Linked DNA regions of Mus musculus: region 2 is linked to region 1. The links are chromatin contacts, called in public HiChIP or PLAC-seq maps. All regions are on one chromosome and are shown on one strand. The core of a region is the stretch at or near the end of the contact, and the rest is flanking DNA. Distances in the headings are between cores, read along the strand shown. Region 1 overlaps Lmo3 (LIM domain only 3). Region 2 holds the start of A830011K09Rik (RIKEN cDNA A830011K09 gene).

Region 1 (5,857 bases), core at 1,596-4,095:
TAATTATTCTGTAAGCATACTGGAATGGCATTTACCAAGATGCCTGAGAAAGTTTTGTTTGTGACTTTGTAGCATATTTGGTTGGTCTATTCTTTTTTTCCCCTATTTCCTTTTTGTTATCAAAAATCCACCTTGACTCATCTCAGCATTAGAAAACATTTCTAAATCTGGTATCGGGAGTGCATATATTAGTTGTGTGGATCTATAATTGAAATTAAATCTCATATATGCAAATGCATTGTAAGACTCACCTGTAAGTGTCTTAAGAGCTAACCCAGACCCTGTGCAATATGGAAGCCCTAAATCTTCATTTTAGATGCAAAGCTGCATTTTTTTTTCTTTTAGAAAGATAACATTCTTCTAAGAGCCCGGCTTCAAAGAAAACTGTACTGAAAATGAACACTCTTTATTTTTTTCCCAGGTCTTACAAGAAGCAGGCACTCTCGATTCTTCATTTATGATACTAATCACACAATTATCTACAGGCATGTGCTAAATATGAAACTGATTTTAGCCAAATAATGGCCCAATTGCAAACAATGAATAAGGAGAGAGCTCTATTCATAACCAATGTTTCAACCGAGCTTAGTAATAATCAAAGCAATCTGAGGGTGACTCATTAATTAATTGATGTTCTTTTTTTATTATGTGCTATTGAGTTAATGAGTAATTCGGGTGAGATAATTCTCTGAACACATCGATTACTTGAGATATTTTCTGAGTCTTTCACACCAATGACATGCTGAGTCGTTAGAAGAAGCGATTCATATTTGTGTGCTCATCATGGGTAAGTTGAAAATGAGTGCTAACACTCAAAAAGACATATTTAAAGGACAGGTACCAGAGGTCTGTCTCCTTGTGTCAGTAGGTAACCAAGTACACAAGGTAAGGCCTGACACACAGTAGGCATTCAGTAAAATCCAACGAAATAGTGACTCACACAATCCTTTGTTTCCTACAACCTTGAATGGAGTTAAAAATCACATGTAAAACAAAAATCATGTATAATGGTATTTTTAAGAAAAAGTAATGATGGAAAGGCTTTTGCTTAAATTGTGTTCTGTGTTAATGGCCTAGTACAATAAACATGCAGATTGTTTTTGCAACTTACTGAAATGAACACTAAGCATGTTTGGCCTGCCACATTTCTCTGAAACGGTTTAAGTGATGATTCACAGAGCGATCTGCCTAACGTGATAGTTAAAAGAGAACTGTTTGTGGCTGGATGTCTTACCAGAACTTCCATTGTCACCTCCCAGGTGCCACGTGTCTTCCCTGAAAACAGTGTTTACTGGAGCTTATGGTTTTGATTCTCTTTATAGAGAACTTGAAATTTGTCTGCTGACAGCAGCAACACAGTCACTTTCAGCAAGATCACTAAAAATATATGGACATGCACAAAAATCATAGCCAGAAATTCATTTCGGACAATTTTATTTATTTCTCACATAAGTACAATGGCAGAGAGCCTCCTCCTTCAGGAATCTCCAGCAGTCTCAGGGAAAGGAGCAGCTGCTATGGCTTCCTCAGGCTTGTTGGGATTTGGGTTTAGAGAGGGACATAAGGTTGCATTTTCCTGTGGACAGCACATGCTTTCTTCAGACCACCTTCGTCTTTGCCAGTTAAGCGCAATCAACAGTGATTGATTGTAAACATGAATCCAAATTAAACAAAAAATAATAATAATAAAAGAGTCCAGATCTTTATTAAGCAAGATGAAAGTGAAGTCACAAACGTTGGTCGTCCCTTAAGCTGAGCAAGCTGGTGGGATGGGGGTTGACTGGCCCCTCGTCAGAAGTAGCCTGCAGAGATGCTAGGAGGACAACTTCCCCAGCCTGAGAAATCAAAACTGTGGCAGGCGTCTGACCACAGCATCAGATACCATGACACAAGGGCTGCACAACACAAAGAGAAGAATTGAGGCAAAATCAGGGGCCCCGAGTTCTCAGCAAAACTAACTTAATGCTTCATGTCAAAAAAAAATGCTACTAACTGTGGCCAAGTAGCTGGGAAACACCTTACAGCTGGAAAATTACCCCTTTTCTTGGTTCACAATTTCATGGAGATTAAAGATAATCAAAAAAGATTAAGGCTTTAGCTTTTAATCCAGGTGAACAATTTCCCCCCAAATTAAGCCAAAGCAATGTAGATCCTGTTTGGTTTGGGCAAGGCAAGGATAGCTGAAGAGCTTTCAGAAACTGAGAAAAGTTTGTTTCCACCGACACACGTTTTGACCTGTCAGAGACAATCTGAAAACTCATTTTGATGGGAAAAACTGAGGATCATTTGAAAAATATGTAGACAGACTTTATGTAAAACCTTAAATAACTATTAGCAGGAACTAGCAGGGCTGTGTATTAGAAACTACTTCTTGCTTGCATCTCCCCCACACCCGCCCTCTGTATCTTCTCTCTTCCAGGTTTTGTTTTGTGTATTTTACTGTCATAGCTAATCACAAAGCAAGTTTGTGGGGCTGAGAGAGCAGTGAGGATCGTCTTGCGGACCACAAGAGGACAGCTTTGCAATTCTTCATTCTACCTCGAATTTGGGCATGTGGGAGTTTCACATTCTTCACAATGAGGCATTTACAAAATATGCTTATTATTCAATTTTTACAGAACCTTTTGTTTCTGCAAAAGGTGACATTAAGATCCTCATATGTTCTCCTAATAAACTCATGCTTCGAAATGACTCAAAGCCACACCAGCACCGATTTCAGATTAGATTTTGGCCCCAGACCAAGAATGTCGGGATGGCATTTAATCACCATCTGTAACAGGGACACTGGCTGGGGAAATGGTTAATACAAGTAACAGTGGGAGATATTTCCTGTACAACAATGGAGAACAAACTAAGTAAAACCGCAGTGTTGACTTTTCTTGGGAGCAAATACGGTACACTGTGTCTGTATGGAGTGGGTTTGCAAAGTGGTCTCACTGCACAATGCAAAATGAACAGAGTGTGAGCAGAAGAGGAAGCTGTATTCTTGGTTTTATTTCCTTAATTGCAATTTAAGTAATCATTTCCCACAGTTTCTGTTTCTAGAACATTCTTCTTCATCAGCTATCATTTAAATAAGGGGGAAACACCATTAAAAAACAAAATGAAATAATAATAATAATAATAATAATAATAATAAAGGGGATAGATTTTAGCCCAAGTGTTACATAATCTGAGTTGGAAGATGGCAGTGATCAGGAGGGACCGAGGAAGTGTGACAGCAAATTCAAAGTGTTTTAAAGATTAAAGTAAATGGCAGGCGAAATACATCATCACCAAGCAGCTCTCAACTTTTTACCAATCTCTCTACTTCTCTTCTCGGTTTCTGTACAGACAGTTCCAAGGCTGTGAGCAGATCCCAGGGCGACTCAGCCATCAGAATTTCAGTGGGCAGCATCCCGACTTCAGGAGACGCACCCTCAAGCCTGTTCCGGGCCATCAGCTCATTAACCACGGACACAAAGCCCTCATCTCCTAGGGAGAAATCTGGACAACATTTACACAAGAAGTTGAAAACTTTTAAATTATGTCGTGACTGGGGTAATACCGTTCTCATTTAGAATAACCCTTTGGAAGTTGTTCACATGCTACCCAAAGGCACTAGTTCAAATAGGGCGTGTGGCTGGAAAAACAAAAGTAGAATAAATCTAATAGTGATGGTAAGGAGCTCGGTAAAGGACATTGGAGGACGTCACTAAGCTTTAAAGTCATTTTAAGAATGGCACTTTTCACGTTGGCATAAAACGAAAGTGCTTTAAGCTGAAATCGTTATCATTTTTTAAAGCTGATCTTTAGCCCCCTGAAAATAGGGGGTTATGACAAGAACGCGGCGCTACACCAAGCTGTTGTAGCCGTAAGAAGCAGATGTCACTAACTGCTTTTTTGTTTGTTTACTTGCTTATTTTTGCCTTTCTAACGTCGATAGTCTTGCTTCATCTGTGTGTCATTGTGGAGGTTTGCTCTTCAATTCTTACTAGAAAGGTACAGCTCGCTGAAAATAGCTGGCAGACACAGAAAGCATAAATGTACAGTAAGTTGAAACACTGATTGTACTAAATGCAACAATACAAAGAAGCAAACCAAACACAAATGGTAACACAATAAAACTGTATTACATTTGTGCTTTGGATTTACAATACATTATATACAATAGTCCAAAATAAACATCTCATGCCAAGTGACACAAAAAAACGAATGGCAGGCAAAAAAATCCAGCAATATATACATTACTTCTCTCTTTAATAATGAACATTCAACTCTTGAACGGGGGCAATTTCACTACATACAGATGCAGTCCACCTTCTCCTCCACATGGCCATCCTGCTCACCTACCGCTACCCTATTCAGCAGGTTCCTGTGTCGATTGATTCTTATATACACGTGAGCAAAAAAGATAAAAGGATGTAGTGCTTTGCATTGTTGGGGAGACGCTGCTGCGGGCTCAGCGGACCTGGGGTGCATAGCCTTCTTTCATGAGGCCTTCCTCGTAGTCTGTCTGGCAAAGAATCATATTGTTCTTTAAGAAAAATTTGTCTCCGACACAAAATCTGAAAAGAAAAAGAATAAAGTGTGTTAAGACTACTTGAAATCCGAAAGACTGTCATGGGAAGTTACTTTCATCATGAAAGTTAAAATTGTTTTATTTGGCTAATTCACACGTGCATACAGTGTCTAAAATCACCTTCATATATGCATATTTTCTAGGATCGGCGAGGTAAATTTTTCGGCACCCACGTTGTTATCCCTCCTTTCCTCCCTTCTTAGTTTTTCCTTTCCTTACCACATTGGCGAGAAGGAATACTTGGGGCTGGAGAGGTGGCTCAGCGGTTAGGAACACTGACTGTTCTTCCAGAGGTCCTGAGTTTAATTCCCAGCAACCACATGGTGGCTCACAACCATCTGTAATGGGATCAGATGCCCTCTTCTGGTGTGTCTGAATACAGCTATAATGTAATTATATACATGAAATAAATATTTCTATTTTTTAAAAAAGAGAAGAAATCCTTGATCCATATATACCTGCAGTAGAGAAAAATTAAAACAACACAGATTCTTACTGGTCAAGTCCATGGTCCCATGCCTGCTGTCCAGTGGAAGAGGCGAGTGTAAGCCTGAGCCTGAGCTATCTTACTCTGCGGCAGATTCCCCAGTTAGGAAATGACAGTAGACATCACTACCTGGAGTGCTCCTCATTAAACCAAAGAGAGTAACCTGGATCAACTTCTTAATGTTGATGTGATTAAATAAAACCACCTAGCAGCAGCTAATTATGCATCTTAGTTTATAAAACACTGTTTAAAGTGCAAGACTGTAATGTTCTTAATAATACACTTTTTATATAGTTTCCCAGTGGGTAACACTCCGGACACAATTAAGGTCAGAAATAAATACTTGTGCTGTTTTCAGTACATTTAACAATAAACTAACTCTGGCCAGATTTGTGTATACACACACACACACACACACACACACACACACACACACACACACATATATATGCATATATATGTAGCAATTTAAAGTTCAAACAGCGGTGTTTAGTAGAGTTGACTGAGACCAACTCTTTGTAATTATTGAGGCTGACCCTGTGACCTTTTGTGGTGGTGGTCATTCTTTATCAGATAGTCAACTCAGAATGATGCTCTGGCAGAAATCTTAGTGGATGGATTAAATTGCATCGTGGAAGCCACCCTTTAATGCTCTGCAAAGTTGAAGGTTTAAATGAGGGGCACTTGGACTGATTTACATTTGCAAAGATTGGAATTCTAGACAAACAGTGAATCTATTTATTTTCCATCCAGGCAGCTTTGGAAATTTATCCCTTATACCAGCTAAGTAGATAGAGGGGGAAAATAGT
Region 2 (5,857 bases), core at 1,587-4,086, 59 kb after region 1:
GGAGAACATTCCTTCCCCTTTCAGAAGATTTACAGAGCACAATTTGGGAGCCGAGGAAGGGGGCTCCATCCAGAAGGGCTTTTGGAAGAGAGGATGCAAAAATTGGGTCCGCAGGTTTCGCAGCTGGGAGCAATGACATAGATTAAAAGAATTTGGCCAACACAGCCTTCCCACTGCCAAGAGTACCAAACAAAAGATTGTCTCTCCTCCTGCCCATCTTCCTCCCACTCACGCACCTCCCCCCAACCCCCTGTGCTCCCCCAACCCAGATTGCAAAACTGGATTGGGCCTAAAAGCTTGTTTCTCTCTGTTCACTGGCCCAGAGCACCCCTACAGGCTGCAGCCCCCTAAGGGGAAACAGTGTAAATATATGTCCCCAAATCTCTGGTACCGGAGCTGCTTAACTCTGTTCTGCCCCTTCAACTCCCAACCCCCTCCGCGTCCTTCCACCACCCTCCCCTTTTTGAGCAATGGAGCTGGAAACCAATTTGATTCCCTTTTTCTCCAATGCAGCTGCAAGGCTCAGAGATACTGACATTTCCCCACTCTTATCAGTTTAATTACAGTTACCATGGCAGCAAAGTGCTAGTGCTTGGCAAAGGCCAACAAGAGATTTGCAAGACTGGGTTCAATTTTGATGCAGCTCACATGCAAAATAAAAAAAAAAAAATAAGAAACATACATACACTCTAACAAAGAATCTCCTTGCGGAGTTTATGATCCAACCTTTTGTGGCTGTGTCTTTGCAGCCACGCAGGGGTGGTTTTGCAAAGAATGTACCAGGATTTTTGGCACCTAGCGAGATTAATTGGTCGAAAGCAGCAGTCTTTAAAAGCAGCAGCAACAATATTATTTCATATCTTCCTCAGGAGAAGAACGGGCAGTCTGTGGAGCTAGCCACGAGTGCCTAGCGGCCCGAGAAAGTGCCTCTGTGATAGAAGGTAACCTTACCAAAACTTTTCTCTTGTTTCTGCATGAGTTGACTGAGGCGTGCCTGAGTCGCTGCAGCTTCGCATGGAGCACCAAGCCCGGAGGCAGAGAGTAGAAAAGGGAATCACTCGGATCTGGGGCCCAAGCGTGGATCTGGTGAGCAGCATGCAGGGCCCAGGATCCACTATTGTGAAGCCACTTTGGGAGCTGGGGTCTAGTGGCTAGGGAGGCAGGCAGTGGGGGAAGGGACGAGGGAGCGTGTAAAATGATGGCGAATGACAAAGCCACATGCTTCCCTCACTCTGCCTGTAATCCTAAAATCCCAGCGGCCCCTTTTAGCTTCCTAGTAACAAATGGATTTGATTAAACCGTCACACGCAGTGTTAGCATAGCATATCGTGTTCGGTATGAAAAAGATCATAAATCTGACTTGTGTTTCATAACAGCAATCTGAGTAGCCCCGGTTAAAATGTGCTGAATCTCTCTCTCTCTCTCTCTCTCTCTCTCTCTCTCTCTCTCTCTCTCTCTCTCTCTCTCTCTCCCTGTTAAGATGCAGACACTTGGGTACAAGGAACCTATGTCCACTGAACACGACACAGTCACTTTTGCAACACACAGAAGCAGTGTTTTGATATTAAGGTTGCATTGGGAGAAGCAGGGGTGTAGACAAAAACAAGGTTGTAATTTCAACTCTTTCTTGGGGGTGGCAGGCATACATTTCATCAAGCAGGTGTAGAAAGGTCTGGGAAAATACCCAAGACTGATATCACTTCCCTTAGCCTGGTAGCAACACCCCGCCCCCAACCTTTGCAAACTGTCCCAACCCCTCTTCCAGAGTCAGGGTGTGCGAATGTTGCAGCTCCCAATGAACTTTGTCTATTATGCACTAGACTCCTACTTGAGATGTTGCGTCGCGCTGCAGCCGCGCGCTCCACTCTCTTCCTCCGGCATCCACGTCTTCCGCCCCACATCTATTTCATGTCTCATCACAAAAATAATGATGCCTCCCATGATTTAAACAGAACCAAACAAACACAAAACCCTCTCTGCAGACCTGCAGCCCGGTGAAAGTTGCAGTGGTGGTGGGGATGGTTCGGGTGCAGCTTTACTTTATGCCTTCTTGGGAGAGGATGGGGAAGAAGAAGAAAAAAAAGCCACCCAACATCCGCACACGCACGCGCGCACCAGCAGACATACACAGCACAAATAAGCCGACGCGTGAGTACACAACCCCTGACTTACCTTCTCAATTAAGCGATACAGGGGAGGGTGTTCAATGAGCCCAGCGGCTGCTTGGTAGCGCTTCTCCTTGGGAAAGGTCAAAAAGAAACATTGTTTGAAAAAAAAAAAGGAAAAAAAAAAACCGGGGGGTAGAATCTCTCTCTATATATTTTTTTAAGTTTAAAATAATGAGGTCCTCCAGGATCCGCCAAGTACCAGTGTGGACCGCATGCGAGCCACAGGTGTCCTTCTTTTAGGCAACTGCAGTCCGGGGGATGTCTCTCTTGGTCCTGGCTCCTGACAACTTACCCCAGCAGTGTGCGAGGAGCCCGAGCTGAAGGAAGCCCTGGCTCTCAGCCGCAAAATGCAATCCCTTCCCAGCCAGACATAATACAGCCCAAGAAAAGGTCACCCAGTTATTACAGCGCCTCGGAGCCCAGGCAGCGCCTGTCAGATCCACAGTGAAGGCAGCTCCCTTCCGATTTAAGAGTATTTACCTCTCGCCCCCACCCCTCCCTCTTCTCTCTCTTCCTTCTCTCCCTCCCTCTAGCTGGCTCCCTTGCTCGCTAGCTTGCTTGAGCTCTCTCTCTCTCTCTCTCTCTCTCTCTCTCTCTCTCTCTCTCTCTCTCTCTCTCTCTCTCTCTCTCGCTGTGTCTCTGCTGTCTGTTCCGCAGCTCAGTCAAGTACAGCCGCCCTCGGAAAGTGCAAAAGCAGCCACGAGACAGATCCAGGCTTTGTTGCTAATTTCCCAGGGTGAAAATTGACAAGCCTGGGAGTGCAGTCAGCACAACCCATTGCATATGCTACTGACAAACGCTGGGGACATCCCCTCCCACCCATGCCTATCACACAGAGAATGTGACCTCTGCAGGACTGGACTCTGGAAGGACCCTACCTCCAGGACTCGCCCACAAGAAGAACTGCAAAAGAGCTCCAAAGGAGAAGGGTAGGGCTTCCTAAAATAACGGGGGCATTTTGGAATAGGATGGGGACTATGAAAGCAAATTGCCCTCTAAATCTGTTACTGACAGTGCCAGTGGAGGAAGTTAAAATAAAAGCCAAGGAATCAAAGTGCTACCAGGGAACACTGGAAAACTGCACAGCCCTCCTTTTAGTAAATGTCTGGGGGTGTCTGCAGTTTCCAGGGCTATGAATTCTGTTTAGAAACTCTCTGAAGTCCCTGTGCAGAATGCCTTGTCATGTAAACTCAGGCCAGGCAGTGCCACACACCCTTTCCTCTCTCTCGAATGGCCCCAGGAGTCAGACTGTGAACTTGTACCCCATACCAGGTGCTGAACCCAAAGTGGCCACTGAAACACACTTACTACAGATAGGTGAATACTTGACTTTGAAACCTGCTTCAGTGTTAGTCCCCAGGAAGCTGAGCCAGACTTCCAGGACTAAGCCGGTCCCCTGGCCACTTGCCCACCTACACCCTGCCTTCATACACTTATTTTAAGGCCTGGGTACATCCTTTTATTTTTGCCTCTAAATTTTTCCCATTACTCTTAACCTCTTCCCTGCACTCCGATGCTCTATAGGTCACTGGTAGCTTTAAACCATCTCCTTTTTCTAAGTTTTTAAACTTCAGCTATCGCCCACTTTGGTGTCTCTATCAAGGTCCTCTCAGCATCTCTCACAAAGCCTTGTCAAAAGGTTAAGCTTAAAAATAGTGCCAGTTTGAATGACACTGGATGTGATGCTCTCAGTGCCAAGACAGGATCAATTGTTGAACTACCCACCCACCCCAAAAAAACACTACCCACAAAACACCCTTCAAACAATACAGAAAAACTTTGCTACTTCTGTAACATCAATTTTAATATCTATCTATCTATCTATCTATCTATCTATCTATCTATCCGATCTATCAAATTATATATATATATATATATACATATATATATATACACACACACACACACACACACACACACTAAAGCAGTCCCCCTTGAATATTTATGTTAAATTATGCTTCCCTATATCCAAAGTCCTGGCATAGCCGGTCTAATTTATTTTTTAATCCCAACCTTCAGAAGGCTCCTAAGAAAATAGTAGGTGGCTTGCTTTCTTCTCCCTTTCAAAGACAACAAAACTCAGAACTAACCTGAAAAATACCGAAATTCACAGACAGGAAGATTACTGAGAACCCCTTCAGCTGTTCAGTCTATAAGCAGACTTCTTAAGTTTTGGCTTTTCCTGGCCCTAGTACTCAGGCGTGCGCGCACGCACACACACACACACACACACACACACACACACACACACATCCACACAGCTCCCTGCTTGTCCTACCCCACCCTCCAGCCAGATCTACTCTGAAAACACTCTGGTGTGTGTGTATGTGTGTGTGTGTGTGTGTGTGTGTGTTGCCTGTTATCTTTAGCAGCCAATGTACTGAGAAGAAAAGAGGGAGGGAGGGAGAAGTATGTGTGGGGAAAGGGAGAAATAAAATCAAAACAAATGGCACAGCTAATGAGGACAATTAAATTAATTATGTTCAAGGAGGATGAGGTTTTTTTTCCCTCCAACTGTATGATCTGTTACCCCTCGCTGGCAACTGCTTCTCCGTAATTCATGGCAACTGATGAGTGCATCTATGCAAATCTTTGTTTAAATCATTCAACTAATTAAATGATGGGATTATTCCTCTGCCTACGGTGACATCATTCGCAGTAATTAGTACTCTTTTGGACTGTGGCAGTAAGATCCCCCATATCAACACCAACCTGCAAAGGCATTAACCACTTTGATACCTTAAAAAAGGGCAACTATCCAGAGCTCTAATTGTATCCCATCCCCTTCCTCTCCCCCCATCCTCCTTTTCCTCTCTGGGTTAGCATATACCCCATACTTGTAGAGAGAGAGAGGGAGAGGGAGAGGGGGGGGGTGAAGTTAGTGAATAATATGCTAAACCACATGTGTAAAAGAATAAAATGGAATAGTTAACATTCAGCTCCATGCCATTCATTTTCCCCTAAAATGTAATGATAATTAGATGGGTCATAAAATGCTCTTCTTTTCATTATGACTGATGAAATGCATTAAAGCTGACAGGGTATTACCTGACAGTAATTAGGTTTTGTCATGAATTAAATTATTTGAAAGCAGGCTATCTCCCCAATCACGCAATTTACAGCAAGATTTTTTTTTAATCTGTGCCACAGAAGAGAGAGAGAGAGAGAGAGAGAGAGAGAGAGAGAGAGAGAAAATAGCAGTTTTTCTCTTCATAATCATATGAATTATTCACAGAAAAAAAATCATCAGAAAAACCCCCGTGCAGATGAAGAGGCTTGATGCTTAATGCGCACAGATGTGATCGCCAGTGGTCGCCGACAATGAAATATACAAGTGCACACAAAGTGATCCGGTGAACAAGAGGTGGAATTTAATCATCTTCTGCTGACACTTTGTGAAAAACACCATTAACCCTCAGCAAACCCCTGTTTTCCTGGCTCCCTGTAACCCCTAAAGTCTCAGCCCCTCCTCCCAAGGAGAAAAAGTGAAAGAAGAATTTGTGGTTTTGTTTACTCAGCCAAGCTAAAGGTTGGATCCAGCCAGGCAAGCACTTTCTTCATTTCCTGAGAGTAAACTACCCACTTTAATTACACATGCTTCGGAAATCTTTGCAAAAAGATTGCCATTGAGAGCTACATCTTCTTGGCCCGATTTTCTTTTGCCTACCCCTTCTTTCTGCTACTTATAC

The links. HiChIP or PLAC-seq counts read pairs in DNA pulled down with a chosen protein or histone mark.
Region 2: a contact with region 1 is called in an H3K4me3 HiChIP or PLAC-seq map of neural progenitor cells, with 44 read pairs. The contact joins the promoter of A830011K09Rik here to the enhancer-like site in region 1. A contact is called at or near these places in 1 of 39 promoter capture datasets (hippocampal neurons), 2 of 484 Hi-C or Micro-C datasets (cortical neurons and neural progenitor cells), 1 of 115 datasets of contacts at active chromatin or transcription factors (neural progenitor cells) and 4 of 9 other capture datasets (adipose tissue, embryonic stem cells, liver and 1 more).

What each region holds. Positions count from the first base shown.
Region 1 is chr6:138,361,501-138,367,357 of GRCm38.p6, forward strand. It overlaps Lmo3 (LIM domain only 3), which reads right to left. Exons shown (of 4, transcript NM_001356306.1): 4 at 1,418-4,547. The coding sequence ends at 4,442. Among named protein-coding and RNA genes, the nearest start is that of Lmo3, 59 kb to the right of the region's middle. Within about 2 kb of position 2,846, at least 3 of the 459 cell types and tissues checked have an H3K27ac peak or open chromatin away from gene starts, as enhancers often do. A contact at or near this core is called in neural progenitor cells, where this site is marked.
Region 2 is chr6:138,420,269-138,426,125 of GRCm38.p6, forward strand. A830011K09Rik (RIKEN cDNA A830011K09 gene) reads left to right here and starts at 2,837. Exons shown (of 4, transcript NR_126073.1): 1 at 2,837-3,097; 2 at 5,404-5,532. It overlaps Lmo3 (LIM domain only 3), which reads right to left and starts at 2,762. Exons shown (of 4, transcript NM_001356306.1): 1 at 2,173-2,762.